2 separate regions of the Mus musculus genome follow, and region 1 is linked to region 2. The links are chromatin contacts, called in public promoter capture Hi-C maps. All regions are on one chromosome and are shown on one strand. The core of a region is the stretch at or near the end of the contact, and the rest is flanking DNA. Distances in the headings are between cores, read along the strand shown. Region 1 holds the start of Qrich1 (glutamine-rich 1). Region 2 holds the start of Ppm1m (protein phosphatase 1M).

What was found. Promoter capture Hi-C pulls out the DNA fragments that hold promoters and counts their contacts.
Region 1: a promoter capture Hi-C map of pre-B cells shows a contact between it and region 2, with 2.1 times the contacts expected there. The contact joins the promoter of Qrich1 here to the promoter of Ppm1m in region 2. A contact is called at or near these places in 1 of 39 promoter capture datasets (pre-B cells) and 1 of 484 Hi-C or Micro-C datasets (embryonic stem cells).

The regions. Positions count from the first base shown.
Region 1 is chr9:108,515,034-108,519,343 of GRCm38.p6, reverse strand. It overlaps Qrich1 (glutamine-rich 1), which reads right to left and starts at 2,257. Exons shown (of 10, transcript NM_175143.5): 1 at 2,104-2,257. It overlaps Qars (glutaminyl-tRNA synthetase), which reads right to left. Exons shown (of 24, transcript NM_133794.2): 23 at 4,112-4,237; 24 at 3,403-3,548. The coding sequence ends at 3,498.
Region 2 is chr9:106,196,924-106,200,948 of GRCm38.p6, reverse strand. It overlaps Ppm1m (protein phosphatase 1M), which reads left to right and starts at 1,716. Exons shown (of 10, transcript NM_026447.4): 1 at 1,716-1,979; 2 at 2,725-2,848; 3 at 2,953-3,207; 4 at 3,610-3,722. The coding sequence starts at 1,756.

The DNA of each region.
Region 1 (4,310 bases), core at 1,008-3,507, 2.3 Mb before region 2:
TTTGAGACATCAATATAAGCTTTTGTAAAATGATGTGAACTGTGTAAGATCTTGGAGAAGTATAACACCTTATCCCAGAAAACTAGAAGTTACCTAACAGGTAAATACTAGTTGATGGAAACATTGGTTTAAAAAAAAGAAAAGAAAAAAAAAGTAAACTAGAATAAGCAAGCTTAAATGGTACAAAAAGTTCACAGACACATCCTCAACAAAGAGGACAGTTTTTTTTTGTTGTTGTTGTTGTTGTATTCTGTTTGTTTTGGAAAACCATTTAGGTTCTTAGCTGATGCTTTGCAATGTTAATCATGAATATTCCACTGACTTCGATTTTAGGGACTGTTGTCCAATGAACAAACTAATACCGTTTCCCTCATCAGCAGTTTCCTAGTAGGTAGCAGCTTCTAGCAGACAACACCAAGAAAGAATGACAAGATTTGTAAAGTTTCAGTATTACCAAGGGGTTGGGGGGTAACGGACTGCACACATACTTCCAGCGTATGAATGATTTTTAACTCACCAGTCACCATGTTGCATGTATGTCTGCTGCTTGTCCTGAGTTCTTAAGACTTCTAACATTCTGAAGAAGATAGAACAAAGAAGTTCCTTCCATCCTCAGCCTCTTTTTAAGTTTTAACTTTGTTCTTAAAAAAATACAGTATATTAAAAAAAAGTCATTACTATCAAAGTTTGGTTGCTACTAAAAGGAATAAAAATCCTTTTAGCTTGCTTTTCCTCAGGCTTAATGTAACAAAATTGTAAAAATAAACTAGCAGATGTTTTGTCTTAGAAAAAAAGAGCTGTGTATTTCTCCATCACAAACCTAGAATTTCCTAGATAGAAGATCACAGCACTGAAACAAAATGTGGAAAGAAAAAAAAAAGCTGAGAAGAACTTCAGTTACATAGTTTTTATAGTGACAGGCAGATTTTAGAAATTTTTGCTGGACATTTTAGAAATTACAAAGAAAAAAACCGGCAAAGCATTGATCAAGTTAATCAAGGTTAAGAAACAGCCCTTATCAAGAACAGAAAGGCAAGCCCCTCCCACCCACGCGGAGGTGGAAAAAAAAAAGGGGGGGGGGAGGCTGCATTTAAGTGAGGATTTAAAGCGGAATTTTAGAGCTCCGAGAGTTTGATACCATATACAGAGGAGGATCTCTTTCCGGAGCGCACAGAGGTGACGTGTATCAACTGCGCTTATGGAAGAATCGGTTCTAATGGAAGAAAAGCGGGGCCTGGTAATGGTAACCTTCTCTCCTCAGCACAAAGCACCAGTACAAGGTGAGGAAACCCATGGGGACCCAATGCCCTCTCCGGCCAGCAGGACTCGGTTTCCCAAGCAGAGCAGCACCCTCCCCAAGCACCCACCCAGTCCTTGGGCCTCGCTTAAGTAACAGCATTCTTCAGTTAGTACGAGCACTCCTGTCCGCCTCCCGGAGGAGCGGAGCCGCAAGCCAGACCGCAAAGCCGCTATGTTTCTCCGCAGACCTAGGCCACCGCTGCCCCGGACGTCACGAGGACAAGGGCCCAACCCTCAACCTTCCCCAGTCGGCAGGTCGGTCGTCCGCCAGGCCGCTCGCCCGCCCGCCCGTCTGCCCTCCTCTTGGAAGGGGCGTCCGGCGCGCACTCCGGACAGCGTGAGCGACCAACAGCAGGGCGCGCGCCGCAAAACCGGGGGGTCGCGGGGTGGCGCGCGCCCCGGAAGCCGTTCTAGCCCACGGGCCACAGCTGAGAGCCAACGGGGACGCGCACGTCGGGCGGCTACGCGCAACGAGAGGACCGCACAGCGCGCACGATAACGCACGCGCGCGCGCAGAAAAATGAGAAAAAAAAAAAAAAGAAAAAAAAAAGCCACGCTCGTGCGCGCGCGCCTCCGCGCGCCCCCGTGCGCCGCGCCCACCCGCCCCTCAGGCCCGCCCCTCCCCCACCCGTGGGGCGGAGGCTCGCGAGCCGAGGGACGTTCTCCGCTCTGAAGCCGCCCTGAGGTCGCCTGGGCCCAGCGGCAGCGGCCCGCCCGCCCCCGCCCGCCCGCCGTTGTGTAGGGTGGGCCTGCCGCCTTCGAGCCAGAGCCTTGCTGCGTCCCCGCCCTCACCAGAGCCCTCACCCGGCGACGTCACCGCCGCCGCTGCCTCCGTTCTACCCGCCGGCCCCGCTTCACCGCCCGGGGCCTCGGTTCTGCCGTCGCCGCTCCGAGACCGACAGGATTTTCTCCTCACAGCTCCCTGGGCGCCATCTTACATTCAGCCCTCACGGCCAATGGGAGCCGAAGGCCCTTCTCGCGAGAACCGGAGCGTCGGATCCCGCGAGAGCTGCCTGCCAGGCTTAAAGGGAACGCTGCAGCCACAGAGGGAACCGGTTGGAGTGGAGAGCGTACCCCTCGTTGTGGGAAGGAGCGCCACGCCCATGGGCACCCCTCCATGCGGGGCGGGGCTTAGGCCCGGGGTTCAGCATCCAGGGGTATTTTGCCCCTGCCCTGGGTCTGAAAGCATGCTTTTTGAAGCCACCTACGGTGTCCCGCTAGCGCCTCCTCTAGTTGCACAGTTCCACGCGAGGCGGGGCCGGGCCTAGCTCGGCCTCGTGGTTAAGGTGGCCCCCTTTCAAACCCCTGAACTGGGCGCAGCTTTAACCATTGTGCCGCGCCTGGGAAGCGCTCGGGGCGTTAGTGCACGGGAGAAAACAGCTTCAGGAACCCCCAGCACCACCTCTCATCTGAGATCGCTTTGCCACAGTCAGGTCCACCTTAAAGCAGGCCTTGGGTAGCCTAGTGTTTGTATACAGGGAAAATGTGGAAGGCTTTAAAGCTGCAGGCACTCACCTACAGCCTCACCAGAAGCTCCCAGCAACCCAGGGGGCCCTCAGTCTGGGGCAAACCTTAGTGCCTTCTGCACTTGTTCCTGTCCTAGCAAACTCTAATCTTCAAATTCTTCAGAAGTCAATTTCTGAGACGGGGTCCAATCCAAGGGCCAGCATAGCCAGGAATCTCATCTCAGCACCGTATAGACATCCAGGGAGTTTGCTGGGGTCCCCAAACTGGAAAGGCCACAACAGCATTCATGATTTATCTCACTATGCTTAAATAGTTGACAGGGCTTTTTTCTAAATGATCACACGGGGGGTCATGTGTCTCTTGATCTCTAGCCACAAAGACACAAACCTAGATCCCTCCATAGGACTGGTGACTGTGCAACAGCATCTCTGGGGTTCTCAGGTTTATCATAGTAAGTGCTGAGCTAATTCCAGCCATGCACCTGCCTTTGAGAACCAAGTGCAGTAGTGACTTTGTGGCTGGCTCTTTTCTGGGGAAGTGCATTCTTCCAGAAGACATATGAGACCCACCACTGCCAGCTAACAAACTATTTCTCCAGGGTCCTCAGATATTAGAAAGGCAGACAACAGAGAGACGCCAGAGGGATTTAGTTATTCTTTATTGAAACGGAGTGTGGAGTGCTGAAGGGCACCCCCAGCCTCCAGGATGAGGTAGGGCCACATGTATTCAGTTCATATTTTGCCTGGGTCTTCTTTTAGTGTGACAGTTCGGTTGAAGACAATCTGAAAGGCAGTAGAAGAAAAATGACCAACAACCCCGAACCGGGCTTCTTACTTCCCCTTCATCACCTAGGAGGTGAGGTATCATGGAGGTGAGGTACCAAGGTTGTCAATAACTCTGTAATTTCAGATAAAGGACTAGATGCCTGTGCTGTGCCTTAGTTTCATGAGGATTATGACAAACTCTAAGCTTGCCTGCTACTTTGAAGAGTAAAAAAGTTAGGGCCGGGGCTGGAGAGGTGGCTCAGCAGTTGAGAGCACCGACTGCTCTTCCAGAGGTTCTGAGTTCAATTCACAACATGATGGCTCACAACCATCTGTAATGGGATCTGATGCCCTCTTCTGGTGTGTCTGAAGACAGCAGCAGCATACTAACATAAAATAAAATAAATCTTAAAAAAAGTTAGAGCCCTATAAAATTTTGTGCTTGGACTTAACTGGAAAGTAATGAATGTCCCTCCCAACTTATTTGGAGAATGCTAAGGGGATGTAGGGAGAGTGTTTATCACAGTGAACAGCTTCCACCATCAGTACACAGAAGGGTATAGGTGGGTCAAATTAAGCACCTGTCCTTGATGGCTGTCTGGATCCACAGAGAAGTACCCAAGGCGCTCAAACTGGAACTTGTCAAAGGGCTTTGCCAAAGCCACAGAGCAGTCCACTAATGCTCCTTCTACCACTTGTAGTGACGCCTGCAGACAGAGAATCCAAGTGGCTGTCCAGCTCAGAAGCCCACCACCCTCACCTCACATTCTATGAGCCTAC
Region 2 (4,025 bases), core at 467-2,966:
AAACTGAGCTGTATCTGGAATCTTACTTACTGTAGGCAAACATTTTAAAACTTTGACAAGAATTGTGATTGTCAAGGCTGGGTAAATAGGCAATGCAAGCTTATGTAAAACAGTGTGGTGATGGTCTTGATTGTAAAATTAATTATCCAGGTGTGGAACCTTTGAGCTTGTCTGTGAGGGCATTTCCCCAAAAAGTTTAAGAAGGAGGGAAGACCAGGCCTGAATGTGAGCAGCACCCGCTGTGGGCTGGGGTCTGAACACACCTCTTCCTGGTGGCAGACTCTCATGACCAGCTGCCTAGCATCCCCGATTCTCTTGCTGCTGCTGTGATGGAGGAAGCTACTCCTTCTGTAGTTGCTTTTTGCAGATACTTTGTTATAGCAAGAACTAAAGTAACTAAGGAAGATTTATCATATGTATCCTTCTCCTCCTTAGTTGGAAGCAGGGGTTGGGAGTGGGGAGTGTCTCAGACCTTGTCCCCATTCACAGCTGGGCCAGGCACTATCAGAACTACTATTACATCCGGGCTCAGCAGTCCCTCTGTTAACACTGTCCTCCTACTCCCAGTGTGTGGCTGTTACTGGGTGGGCTCAGTAGGGTAGCCCCTACCCCAGTTACTGGGGTGCAGCTGTTTCCCAAGAGCCTTCCTCTTTGGGCAGGAGGAACTGCTGGCAAAACAGGGCTAACTGACTAAAGGAAGAGAGGCCTAGTGAGTACTAGGCTGGGCTTAGGAGCAGAGTCAACGGTAGGGAACCCCTCATCCATCCATCCTTAGGCCTTAGAGACTTTAAATTGGTTTCCTGGAGGAAAAAAGAGGAAGCGAAATGGCTTGAGGGGTGGTCTGACTCAACTACACTGTCATACTGGGAACCCTGGGCGTCTAACACTTCCCCTCTGTGGGTCTGAGTCCTCCCTTATGAAGTGGAAATTGAGGCCTTGCAGAGGGGCACCTAGACTTAGGCGACAGAAAGTGACAGGCGCTCTCCCCCAATAGTTATAGCTATCTAGGGGTAAAGGGACATCCTGAGCCAGAGCGATGACATGGTGAGCGCCTTCTCAAAACAAAAGAGGTTGGTGAAAATTTCCACTTCCCTCAGTCCAAGGCTGCACCTTAGACCAGCAGGAGAAAGGAGCTACACTCCCTCTTAAATTCCCATAGGTTCCTCTTGTCCGTCACTCACACTCCAGGGAGGCACTTGCGCAGGCGAGAAGCCATCTTAACTGTAGGGGCAGACATTTGGGAGCGGGCTTCTGAAGATGAGGTCGAGGGTGAATAGAACTCTGGAGCACTCTGAGCCCGCTCTTACACCTCCAAGGACATACTGTCCCCGTCCTCCCCTTGCGGAAGACCGTCGCTAGCAGGGCAAGGCTCTGTTGTAAGCGCCTGCCCAGCACCCATCCTGGATGACTCTCCACGGTTCCTAGAGTAGAGGGGAAGGGCTTCCACTCTCAGAGGATCGAGTCCCACAGGTGCGGGTGAGCCTTTGTGCCTTTTCAGTGGTACTCTGACGCAAGCAGGCGTCTTCACTTCGCTAGGCCTCGGTTATCCTGCCTGTAAAGTGGGATATGTGACCACATCTCCTTCTTACAGAAGGCCAAAGAAACTGGCCGCACACACAGGGGCCGATGGGCGGGATGGGGCGTGGCCTCTTTCACCCCCAGGCCCCACCCCCAGGCTCGCTTCCTCCCAGTGGCGGGCGGGCGGGCGGGACCCTGGTGTCCCGCCGTGCGCGGGCAGCCCCCGGCCGCCACGCAATGTCCGCCGGCTGGTTCCGGCGCCGCTTCCTACCCGGGGGTCCACTTCCAGAGCCGCGGCCAGCCGGGCCGCGCTCCAGCCCGGTGCCCTATCACCGGCCCCGCTTTCTACGCGGCTCCGGCTCCAGCCCGGGCGCCACTGACGCCTCGCGCCGCCCCGATGCCCGGCCGGTGCGCAGCCCAGCACGGGGCCGCACACTGCCTTGGAACGCAGGCTACGCAGAGTGAGTGTCCCTGCCCCCCCCCCCCCCCCCGCGTTCCCTCCAGACCCTCTGCCTGATCCCGTCTGGTTCTGTGCTGACCTGGAAAACCGACGGGGTGTGCACATCCCCGCTAACCTTCTTCTTGTCTTCAACCTTGACAGCATTTCTCCTTTTTCTCACTTTGGCATTTTCTTTTGAGAAGGTTGGAGGTCCCCGGGAGGGCTCGCACCCGGCTGGACCCTCCTTTCTTCTGGCCTCTGCAGATGTATGTCCCACCTCGCACCTCACTTAGGGTTTGGCCTATGCTCTGTGGGATAAGGTAGGGACTGAGGTGGGACTTCCCAAACCCTGGGCCAGTACAGTGACTCTAAAAGGGGCAAGCCAGCGAACAGTTAGAAAACTTGCAGAACAAGCATGAGGCTCTGGAGTTGGGATCCCCAGCAACCTTGTTAAAAAGCTGGGAGTGCCAGTCGGGGCCTGAAATCCTAGCACTCCGGAGGCAGATGCAGGAAGACTCCCGGACTTGTTGGCCAGAAATTCTAGCTGAATCAATGAGCCCTGATTTAGTAAGAGACCAACCTGTCTCAAAAACTAAGGAGGAGGGCAAGCCACTTCTGGCCTTTGTACACACACACACACACACACACACACACACAAAGTTGTCCAAGTGTGTCAGGGCGCAGCACCAAGAAGCAGTTGTCCCAAGTGGAGTCTCTGTGCCCACAATGACATAGATGAGACATCATGGTTGATTTCGTGGCCTTAGGGTTATCAATGCAGAAAAATCTGAATTCAACGAAGACCAGGCTGCTTGCGGGAAGCTATGCATCCGGCGATGTGAGTTTGGGATCGAAGAACATCAAGAGTGGCTGACGGTGTGCCCAGAGGAGGTGAGCACTGCCTTGTCTTACTGTCTCATGTCCTAGTTCGGGCTGGGCCAGGGGGACATCTGGGGAAGCTTGGTGGTGCCTGACACAGAGCTCTTCCTATGCAGTTCCTGACGGGTCACTACTGGGCACTGTTTGATGGGCATGGTGGCCCTGCTGCAGCTATCTTGGCTGCCAACACCCTGCACTCTTGCCTTCGCCGGCAGCTGGAGGCTGTGGTTGAAGGCATGATAGCCCCTCAGCCCCCCATGCACCTCAGTGGCCGCTGTGTCTGCCCCAGTGACCCCCAGTTCGTGGAGGAAAAGGGGATCCAGGCAGAAGACTTGGTGATCGGGGCTCTGGAGAACGCCTTCCAGGAATGTGTGAGTGGGGCCTATGGGGAGAAGGGACATGTCCCCCCAGGGACTTAAAGAAGTCCAGGTATAAGGGCACACCATAGTCACCATTCCTTGGACTGTGGAGAAGTTGCTGATTCCTTCCTTCCTGGTAACAGCCCCATGGTCTTCAGCTTACCCCTCCCATGTATCTAGTTCCTGCTGTGTGCTAACTGCTCACCTGTACATGCCATTGGCCCTCAGTGCAGGCAGTGGTTTCTCTTCCTGTTTTGAATTACACTTCCCTTGTGCAATTCTCTTTACGAGGTATTCAAGAGTTAATAGCCAAGCTTTTTGAGCTGAGATGCTATAGGCCTGCTTGTGGGAATGCCATTGTAAGGGGACTGGAAGTGGTGGCGTGGTAGCTCTACCAACCTTGGTTTGCTCCAGGATGATGTGATTGGGAGAGAGCTGGAGGCCTCAGGACAGGTGGGTGGCTGTACAGCCCTGGTGGCGGTGTTCCTGCAAGGGAAGCTGTATGTGGCCAATGCTGGGGACAGCAGGTGAGTGGACCATTGGAGGGCAGGCAGGGCTGTGGGCAGGAGGGTACCAGGGGGAGTTGAGACAATAAAAGGAGGGTTAGAAATGAGGAGGACTGGCTGGCCAAGATGGATTTGTACTTGGCATAAGCCAACAGTAAGGGTGCCATCTTTAGCAGGGGCCATCGGTGCAATGCTAAAGAGCTGTTCTTAAGACTCTATAGGTCTTAAAAGTCCTGAAAGGATTTGAATCAGGGATCACAGTGACTAGAATTGGCCTCTGGTTGGAGAAAGAGAAAGGTGACCATGGGTGAGTATGGCAGTTCC